Regions from separate parts of the Mus musculus genome. Here all the other regions are linked to region 1. The links are chromatin contacts, called in public promoter capture Hi-C maps. All regions are on one chromosome and are shown on one strand. The core of a region is the stretch at or near the end of the contact, and the rest is flanking DNA. Distances in the headings are between cores, read along the strand shown.

What was found. Promoter capture Hi-C pulls out the DNA fragments that hold promoters and counts their contacts. Capture Hi-C pulls out chosen DNA fragments and counts their contacts.
Region 2: a contact with region 1 is called in a promoter capture Hi-C map of adipose tissue, with 2.9 times the contacts expected there. The contact joins the promoter of Npdc1 here to the promoter of Brd3os in region 1. A contact is called at or near these places in 1 of 39 promoter capture datasets (hippocampal neurons) and 1 of 9 other capture datasets (adipose tissue).
Region 3: a contact with region 1 is called in a promoter capture Hi-C map of liver, with 4 times the contacts expected there. The contact joins the promoter of Sapcd2 here to the promoter of Brd3os in region 1. A contact is called at or near these places in 3 of 39 promoter capture datasets (hippocampal neurons, liver and pre-B cells).

Annotation. Positions count from the first base shown.
Region 1 is chr2:27,440,982-27,444,435 of GRCm38.p6, reverse strand. Brd3os (bromodomain containing 3, opposite strand) reads right to left here and starts at 2,000. Exons shown (of 2, transcript NM_001360791.1): 1 at 1,622-2,000; 2 at 215-1,508. The coding sequence starts at 1,053. The coding sequence ends at 799.
Region 2 is chr2:25,401,111-25,404,343 of GRCm38.p6, reverse strand. It overlaps Npdc1 (neural proliferation, differentiation and control 1), which reads right to left and starts at 1,294. Exons shown (of 9, transcript NM_008721.4): 1 at 979-1,294. The coding sequence starts at 1,090. It overlaps Entpd2 (ectonucleoside triphosphate diphosphohydrolase 2), which reads right to left. Exons shown (of 9, transcript NM_009849.2): 9 at 3,021-3,233.
Region 3 is chr2:25,369,881-25,373,315 of GRCm38.p6, reverse strand. Sapcd2 (suppressor APC domain containing 2) reads right to left here and starts at 1,281. Exons shown (of 7, transcript NM_001081085.2): 1 at 318-1,281. The coding sequence starts at 885.

The DNA of each region.
Region 1 (3,454 bases), core at 751-3,250:
TTTGCATACATTACAAGCCAGGTGTCATCTGCCTGATGAGTGGGCAGAGCAAGGTGCACGGGGAGGGTTGGTGCCTCTGGAGCAGTTTGACAACACAGTGCAGAGTGAGGAGACGTGCAAACCCTTGGACAGTGGCTCTCGGCAACCACTGTCACCATTACTGTTATTTTAGAAAGCTGAGTAAGGTTTTACACAAGAAAAATGAGAAAGGGAAGAGTTTTTAAGATGTTTATTTAGAAAGCTCAGTTTTGACAAAATGCATCCCCACATTTGCATAGCCATGGGGGGGGGGGGAAGTGCTAGCCTCTAAATGAGTGCCTTCGCAGCCTGGTAGAAGAGAGGATCCGATTCGTCACCATCAGAATCCACTTTCCCCACACTCGATTAGGCTTGGAATCACTTCGGGGCACATTTTGCTTAAGGACACACCTATATAAGAGGCCACATCTGGTGGCTAGTGTGGATGCTATCACAACGCAGTAATGTCACTACCAGCACTGCCCCCCTTTCACATGCCACTGCAGTGAGCTGACAGATCTGGGACCCTGCAAGAAGAGTCACCTCCTTACCCTGGACCTGATCCATTCTATATCAGGCAGCAGCTCACAGCAGGTGAGGGTCGGGGTGTGTGTCTCTCTTGCTTCCCTTTTGTTTGGAAGCATTTCCTGGGCTTGGGCAGTGAGAGGAGCATCTAGGTACCTGTTGTGCCCCTAATAAAGTGTTGGATGACATTCTTGGGTGTTGCGTTTTTATACCACGGCTTGATCTTCATGGCCATCAAGGGTCTTCTCCCTGGAATTACATGATTGAGCAAAACTTAGACTGGCCAGTGTCCCTAGAGACCCCAAGCTGGTTTTTGTCTCGAACTAAGATGGCCTCATTTCCATACTGGGAGTACCACATGCTGCGGCTTCTGCTCAGGTATGTACTAGGTGGTACAGACTCCAACTTCTGCTGCTCTTGTTGCCAAATGAGCAAGGACGTATCCCTGTACCGGAGGCGGGCATAGGATTCTGACAGGGCCTTTTCTGCCAGCGGGACTCGCCCACTCATCCCACAGGCCCAGCGTCCTGCACACCTGGCTTTCCTCCTAGGCCAGGAACAGCCGGCTGCTGTGCTTTGTAACTAGTTGGCCAACAACCTTGATGGCTGTTGGGTTTGGGAGTCCTTGTTCAACTTAATAGTGAAAGTAGGTAACTTAGACCTTCCATAGGCAAGATCCTCAGGAGGGCAGGAGAATCCAAGACACATCTCTGACCATTCAGGAGCCACGTGAGAGCCATTCCAGACAAAGTGCTCTAGTGTTGACAGTGACTCCACACCACTCCTGGGAAGCTTATCAGGTGTCCACTGCCGCTGCAATACTGCTGAGCTCAAAGAGATGTATCCAGGGTGTCTGCAGCAGGGGCTGGCCTGTCCACCCCGCTCAAAACACAATGGGGATGTGGACTAAGCGTTGGTTCAGGTCCTTTCTTCTAGCCAGTCTTCCACTCTTACCAAGGGTGACACTACAAAGGGAAGAAACTGTCGGAAGGGGAGGGGAGTCGGGGACAGGCCCAGCATGGGCCTCACCACCAGGAGCAGCCTCTATGGGCCAGAGTGTTCAAGCGAGGTTACTCACGGATGCAGCTTGCTGAGCTGAGCTGAGCGGAAGGATGAGGCGGATGGACAATCGCAGGTCCCTTAATAACCCACAGACGGTTGGCGGTCCCAGGGTCTCCTCTCCGCTGGTGAGAGAAGCGGTCCTCAGCTATGGAGTAGAGAGCTACTGGAAGGAGGAAGGATGCGAGCCCTACGCCCCAGCGGCCAGCAAAGTCACCGCTTGCCCGGATGCTCCAGCGAAGCAGACTTTGCCACCGGCGCTCGCGGACACGCGTGGGCCTGCTGACGCAAGGGATCCAGGTCCCGGGCAGAGCCAGGAGGCCGCGGCTACGTCTCCATGGCAGCGTCGCAGGCGTGGCGAGCCGAGCACCGAGGACCAGCCTGCAGACGGACACATCGATCATTCTGTGGGCGGGGCCAAAGACCTAGAGGGAGAGGAGGAGCGTCCAGAGGGCGGTGGGGAAGGAAAGGGGAAGGACTGGAGTGGGAGGGGGAGCTTGGAGAGAACTTAGGTTAGGGGGCGGAGAGAATAGGGGGAGGAGGAGATCCAGAGAAAAGGGAGAGGGGAGGAGCTTGAAGAGAGGAGGAGCCGGAGAAAGAGGCAGAGCGAGATCCAGGATAAGGAGAGAGTGGAGAGAGAGGAGGATCCCGAGAAATTTGGGAGTGTGTAGTGGGGGAAGAATCTAGGAGATGGGGAGGCTCTGGAGGGGGGAGCATGAAAGGAATGCTAGGAGAAGACAGAGCTAGGGAGGAGAGGATGAGGATTGAGAGGAGGAGCCTGAAGAGGCAGAGGAAGAAGAGGCGTTTGGGGGAAGCAGAGTGGGCATTGCAGAGTGGAGGGGGTGGTAAACACAAAGGGAGAAGCCAGGATAGAAAAGGAGCCTGGGGAAGACACTCTGGAGTCAGGACTGGGAGGGAGATGGGGCTAAGAGCTGGGGAGAAGAGCTTGGGGGCATTGTAAGGAGGAGCATGGAGGGTGAGGAGCGGCTAGGAAACCTGGAGGAGATGCTGAAGAGGGATTAGGAGTTAGCATTAGGCACCTTCCCAGTTCTCGATCCTAACATGGTTTCTGAGGTTTTCTTTCTTTCTTTCTTTCTTTCTTTCTTTCTTTCTTTCTTTCTTTCTTTCTTTCTTTCTTTCTTTCTTTCTCTCTCTCTCTCTCTCTCTCTCTCTCTCTCTCTCTCTCTCTCTCTCTCCCTCCCTCCCTCCCTCCCTCCCTCCCTCCCTCCCTCCGTCTCTCTCTTTCTTTCTTTCTTTTTTTGTTTTTTCGAGACAGAGTTTCTCTGTATAGCCCTGGCTGCCCTGGAACTCACTTTGTAGACCAGGCTGGCCTCGAACTCAGAAATCCACCTGCCTCTGCTTCCCACAGTGCTGGGATTAATTTTATGTTTGGGTTGGAGCTTTTGTGGTCTGGAGTTTGACGCCACGGCCTTGGGCATGTTAGGCAAGTGCTCTAAGGCTAAGCTTTGTCTTCAGTCCTTATTTTCTTTGTGCAGTTTCCTTCTCAGACCTATTGCTGTTATTATTGACATCCCACTCAGATGATGGGCACATTTGTTTTCAATTTATTTAATGTGGTGTGGGATGCATCATTTCAAAAGTAGCTGCGAAATTCCGCCATTCCACATACTGCTCATTTGAATTGTCCTAAAGCCCCAGGAAAATTCAGCATACACTCCTATTACACCCGACCAAACACTGTGACCCCGTGTCCATCATTTTTCTGCATAAGTTCTATTTTCACACTTTAGTCCGATGCCAGTTAAGAATATTGACATCAGTGGGTGTTGGAAAAGGAGCAGGGTGGGATGGTGGTGGCAGGAATTTTCGAGGCAGAGGCAGGCAGATCTCT
Region 2 (3,233 bases), core at 45-2,544, 2.0 Mb after region 1:
TTGTTAGAGTCCACGTACCAGTCACCTCTCCATGCCCTCAGCTTCCTCATCTGTAAGCTGGGCTCAAAGCAGCTCCCACACATAGTTCCAGAAGAACTCAGTGAACATATGGGCAACCTCTCCCACTTCACTCCCCTCGGGGAGATACAATTTGGATCCTGTGGCTTCAGGACCCATCTGTCAAGAATGTTCTCCCAGAGCCAGGCAGTAGTGGTGAATGCCTTTAATCCCAGCACTTGGGAGGCAGAGGCAGGCATTGAGGCCAGCCTGGTCTACAGAGTGAGATCAGGACAGCCAGGCTATACAGAGAAACCATCTCGAAAAAAAAGAGAAAATGTTCTCCCAGTCAGGGAGTCACACTCTTCTAAACAGTCACTACACAGACCTCAGACCAGAGGACAGTGGTGCATGTCCTTCAGGGCAGGGGATGGGGCAGCTTGACCCCACTAAGTTGGAACAAGACCCTAGACCTGGAACCCTTAAGACCTTCCATGGGAACCCCTCTACACACACACACACACACACACACACACACACACACACACACACACACACGAACGAACGACAGGGCTGACATGCAAGGCCCACAGACCCCAAGAACAACCCTGCCAACGGGAAGCCCCAGAGACACACAAACAAAGACACAGGATCCCACTTATGGGCCACCAGAAACCAGATGGCTGCAGACCCAAAGACACACACCAGACTGATTCAGGGACCCAGAGACAAAGACCCAAAGCGCGTGAAATCTACATTCGCCTCCAAGGACCTGAGAGAAGATTCATCTAGCATGGCCTTCAACGGGCCTGACCTGTTTACCCAATCCATGCCCAGCGGACCGGGCCTGCCTGGCCTGTGGGCCTGGGTAAGGCCGGGGCGGTGGCAGGGAAAACCAGGGCGGCGCCGGGGGCAGGATTCTCCGCCCCGCAATCCCAGCCCCGGAGCACCCAACAGCCTGCGCCCAGAGCGCTCGCTCACCCGGGCGGCGGGCGGTGGCACCATTCAGGGCCGCTCCCAGGATGAGGCCGGAGAGCAGCAGCCGTAGCAGCCGCAGGTGCCGCGGGGAAGGCGGAGGGACGGGCGTCGCCATGCTTCAGCGCCGCTACCCGGGCAGCATGGCACCCCACGGCCCCGGGCTCGGTACCCACTCCGGGAACTGCGACTGGAGAAGCCGGGAAGCGAGAGGGGCGGAGGAGGAAGAGGAAAAGAGGAGGCGGTGGCGCTGACGTTGCGGCAATGGATCCGGGATGGGATGGAGGCGCGGCGGCCAGAGAAAAGTGTCGGGAGTGCGCCTGCGCGCTCCACCTGCGGGGGCGGGACATCTCCTCTAGTCTGAGCCCCCTCCCTCTGCATCCTGTTGGGGGGTCCCCTTTTGTCAGGCGTCTGAGTGCTTCGGGCCCTCTAGCCTCTACAGCAGAATGCCTCCTCATTCATTACCCAAGAATCTGACTTGGAATTGACTAACGGTGGGCGTCCCAGGATGCACGCCTTCTTCTTAGTGGTCCGACTGCCAAACCCTCACCACTCACCCTGTTAGAATGGAGGACCTTAGACTAGGGGAACACCAGGGACAAATCCTGGCTATGTAGACTAGGCTGACTGTTGCAGGTTTGCAAAATGTATCCCACAAAGGATAAAGAGGTGTATAGAGATATACAGGTGTACTCAGAGACGTGCCCGGGCTTTCTAAAACCAGGAAGAAAAGCATACAAGAGGCTCACAAGATCAAGCCAGACTCGCTCCCGAATGGTACCACCAGGGGGCGAGAGTAACTTGACGTAGTTGACAGTTGTCTGGGAGCTGTCCAAGGTGGTCATGATCCCAGGTAATGGCTTTCAGCTCCCTTGAGTCACACAACATGGAACATGCATGGTGCCTGGTGATCACCATTCATGTGCAGTCCCCTTTGAGCACACTCCACCCCCGCCAGAGACCTCCCCCTGGTTGAGTCATGAAGGCAATGTTGAAGATCAGTGTGGTGGTTCCTGCCTTTAATCCCATCTCTCAAGATGCTGAGACCAGCCTAGTCTACATATCGAGTTCCAGGACAGTCATGAATATATAATGAGACCCTATCTTAAGAATGAAAAACAGGCCTGGACGATGGTGGTGCACTCGGAGGCAGAAGCAAGCAGATCTCTGTAAGTTCAAGGCCAGCCAGGTCTACAAAGTAAGTTCCAGGACAACAGCCAAGGTTACACAGAGACCCTTGTCACATGCAAAAAACACAAACACCACACACAGAGAAAAGAACAAGGTTGAGTTCCTCAGCCCTCCACTTCTTCCCGTCCTTCAGGCTCACAAACTTAAAGAGGAGGCTGTCAGTGCAGGTTTATACATTTATCAAATGATTCTCTCTCTCTCTCTCTCTCTCTCTCTCTCTCTCTCTCTCTCTCTCTCTGTGCGCGCGCGTGCGTGCGCGCATGCGCTCACTAGCGGCTACCATCCCAACCCAGCCCTCAAGAGGCATTGACTGAACAGAAATAGTCTGAGCTAATTTTCCATAAAAGAAGCAAGGGAGAAGTCCACGCTTTTTTTTTTTCCCGAGACAGGGTTCCTCTGTATAGCACTGGCTGTCCTGGAACTCACTTTGTAGACCAGGCTGGCCTCGAACTCAGAAATCTGCCTGCCTCTGCCTCCCGAGTGCTGGGATTAAAGGTGTGTGCCACCACGCCCAGCGGGGCCACGCTTTTCCACCTACAGAAACTTAGGCTGTGGGATGCAAGTGCCTCTGATCTTTAGGTCTACTGATACTTCAAGTATAAGTTGGGGGGGGGGAGGACTTGGAGTGCAGCCTCAATTCCTACGGATGTCATCAAGGGTTCTCTGAGTCAGAGAAAACTCAGACTCAGGGACAACCCCAGACCAGTGTAGGTAGGAGTGCCTCCATTACCTCGGATCTGGTACAGAAAGGGAGGAAGCAAGAAAAGTACTGACTTGGAACCAGGTTTTATCCGAATAGCCAACACAGCTGGCAGGAGAAACGAGCAACAAATGATGCCCCACCCTATGGACACTTCACTGCTCTAGGAAAAAATCTTTTATTACAAATTTTTTTACAAGTAGGCATGGAGCTGACTCCTAGCCTGTAGTCTCTGGTGCTTGCCTTTCTAAAGGCCCAGACAGAAAGTACCCAGGGCCCTGAAGATCAATCAGAACAGAGGCTCCACTCGGAATGGACCTCACCCTGAGTCGCAGGCTAAGAGACCTGACATCCCAGGAAGAGAGCGGAG
Region 3 (3,435 bases), core at 32-2,531, 2.1 Mb after region 1:
TCTAGAGCAGGTACAGCAGGCTGATGCCTTCTCTCACGGCCACAGACGCTCCAATGCCTAGCTCAGGTTTGAGACAGACTGGGCGTCTCCTGAGTTATCAGTCACTTATCAGCCCTTGGCCCTGGTATCGGGCCTCTGCCCTTACCTCAGCACTTAGGCACAGGCCAAAGCCCCTTTCCACCCAGGTGGCCCCAACCTTCCTTAAGAGGCTGCTCACAGTCGTCCCCATCTCCACCCCTCTGACAAGACCCTGTGGGTCTCCAGTTTCTAGCACAAGTCCCTGGAATTACGAGGTGTGACTAGGGACCCAAACTCACCCAAATCCGCGCTGGGGATTTGCTCCAGCGCCTTGCTCAGGGGCCGCTCGGTCTCTGTGGGGCAGGACGCCGCCTCCACCGGGACACATAACAGCTCAGGGTTCCGGGAGGTGCCACTGGGGCCACCAGAAGCAGGGCACGCACTCAGAGGCAGAGGCTTTCTCTCCAGGACAGTCCGCGGCTCATCGGCCGGTGCGAACATCAGGCGCTGCTGCAGGGACGACTGGTCCCCAGGCCGGGCCGCGACGCGTGCCTGATCCCGCTGGCCGCCGTCGGCTTTCAGCAGCGAGGTGCGCAAGCCCGCTACGAAACGCTCGAAGGTCAGGTAGCCATTGGCCGGGGCCACCTGGCGCAGGCCCTCGAGCACGCCGCACGGCAGCTCGCGTGCGTCTGCACCTTGCCAGCGGGACTCGATCTCCCGCAGGTGCACGTAGCCGCGTTGCCGGTCGTCCAGGATGTCGAAGAGGGTGCGCAGGCTCTGGAGAAAGGCTCGCGGTAGCCCCTCTGTACTAGGAGCGGGCGCAGCGTGCGATAGGCGGCCACGCTCGGCCATCGCTGCCACGGCCATGGGCGCCCAGCTTCCACCCGCGTCGGTCCCCGCAAGACCAGATGGCAGAACCTGCAAGGCGGCGCGCGCTCCCCACGGCGACAATAGCTGCTGTTTTTGAATGAAGAGCTGGTCGCCGCCGCGTCAGCTTTCATTAATATTCTCAGCGGCTATTGGTCGAAACTGGCCCATCTGTTCCGGGATTGGCTCCGCAGCCACCAGTCCCAGTTTGATTTCTCCTGCACTAGGGGCGGGCGCCCACACCATCCGGCCCTTGGGAGACTTAACGAGAAACGGGTAGAACCAGCCAGAGTTCTTACCGCTGCTGCCCACGATCCCCCTGTCTCCACGTCCACCATCCCTCCTGCCTCGGTAGAGCCTTTTCTCTGGTTCATGTGCGCTCCGCCTTCCCAGGCACTTCTCTGAGGGGCGGAGCTTGGGGCCCTTCACGGATCTTGTACCCCAAGTAGCCTCACAAGTAAGGATAGAATGTCTAGCCCCTCCTGCTCACTTCGGTCCTTTACACTGAGGGTCCCCTGGGGCCAGGCGCCGATTGACTCTGGGGCTCCCTTCTCTTGCATTAAGAACGCCCCAAGAGGATTATAGGCTCCAGACAGTTGGGCGCTCTCCTTCACTGAGGCCTCTGTCCCAACAACTGCCAACTCTACCTTTGGTCCTTTGGGACAGTCTGTCTTGTCCTGCCAACTATAGGACAAAGCCAAGTTGTCTTCTGTCCCCAGATGCCCATCCGGTGACCAACTCCATTGGTGCTCTGGTCCTGGGACCCTGCTCTGGCCCTTTTTTTTTTTTTTTTTAGGAGACAGGGTTTCTCTGTGTAGCCCTGGCTGTCCTGGAACTCACTCTGTAGACCAGGCTGGCCTTGAACTCAGAGATCCATCTGCCTCTGCCTCCGGAATGCTGGGATTAAAGGCGTGCACCACCACGCCCGGCTATCTGGCCCTTTTAAGGGACATCTCTAGCTGTCAATCTGGCCCTCACAGCCCTGGCCTAGCTCTGCAGTGGGACCACTCGGCCCTTCTATCTAGGCCTTAGCCTGCTGCAGTCTTAACCCAGAAGCCCGTCTCAGGGCTGGCAGGAGCACCCCCTGGAGACCAGGGAGATCCTTAGGATGCCCCCCCCCTCCGCCAATTCATTTGCCTGTTCTCTATGCCTACACATGCTTACATTCCCAAACTCCTGGGTGTCACTGAGACAAATGTAGCCACTGAGAACAGCCCACCTGTTAACTGCTGCCTGCACTTTCTAAACACAGAGAGACCCTTCTGAATGCCTGCAGACAGACCCTTTAACTCAGAACTTCACTCCAGCTCATCTGGGAAAGCCTCTGGCAATAGGGCACGTGTCTCAAGTTGTGGAAGCAACTTCCCTGCCCAACTTCCCTGGTTCCACCTTTCTAGGAGTTGCTCATTCAAAATTGTTTTTGTTTGATTGTTTGTCTTGAGACAGGTTTTTTGTGACAGCATTTCTCTGTGTAGCCCTGGCTGTCCTGGAACTAACTCTGTAGACCAGACTGGCCTCGAACTCAGAAATCTGCCTGCCTCTGCCCCCCAAGTGCTGGGACTAAAGGTGTACTCTACCACACCCATCTCACCCAAAGTTGTGGCTCATTCATAGTAAGGTATTTTTAGTGGGCCCAGAGTTCCATGGACCTTAGCTACCCTTTTGGGGACAGACCTGGTCAAAGACCCTCTGATGTCTCATATTTTAATTACTTCTTGTCTTGCCTAGTCCTCAGGGTGTCCATCCATGCTCCCTTTCTTCCAGGCCCTGGGCTACATGAAGAGGGCTAACCTCTATTGATTATGTATTGATTGATTGCTATGAACCCTTCAGACTTAGCCCAGGCACCTGTTTCCTCTGCCCCTGCCCCCAAATCTTAAATGTTTTTACCTTACATGTCTGGCTGTAGTGACTGCTTACCATGAATTACTGCGATGTTTGGGAATAAAACTGAGCCATCCCAAGGCCTAGCATTGGTCTGAAGTATAGGCACTCAGTGGATAATAAGCATACAGGAATCTTTATTTGATGAGGGATAGTGCAAATGCCATATTGCAGGGAGGAACCATGCTAGGATGGGGCCTTGGGGGTTCCTGGAACAAATGCATAGCTAGGTACAGGAGTAACCACCTACAGAAAGTGAAACCAGCACTGCTCCGCACAGCAAAACGAATAAGACTCAACCCAGGGCCCTGGTCAACTGAGGCAACTTGCAAAGAAGATAAGAGCTGGTGGGTGCTAGGGAGGCCCATGAGGCCCAGCCTCTGCCTAGGCAGTGATAGGCAGCTAATAGTTTCTGGGGGAAGAGGGTCATAGTCCTTAGCAGTGAAGCTTTGCCTCCAACTGACGTTCATGTTCAGTTCTGATTAAATGCAGTGGGACACACACACAGACAGACCATGATATCAAAGTGTGAGGGGTCTTGTTAAGAAGAAGAAAGGATTTGAGAGGAGGGAATGAGGGAAGATGGTGGGGGAATATGATCAAGGGACATTATATACGTATGAAGTTGTGAAAGGATTCATTTCAAAAAATAAAAAAGGGAGCCAG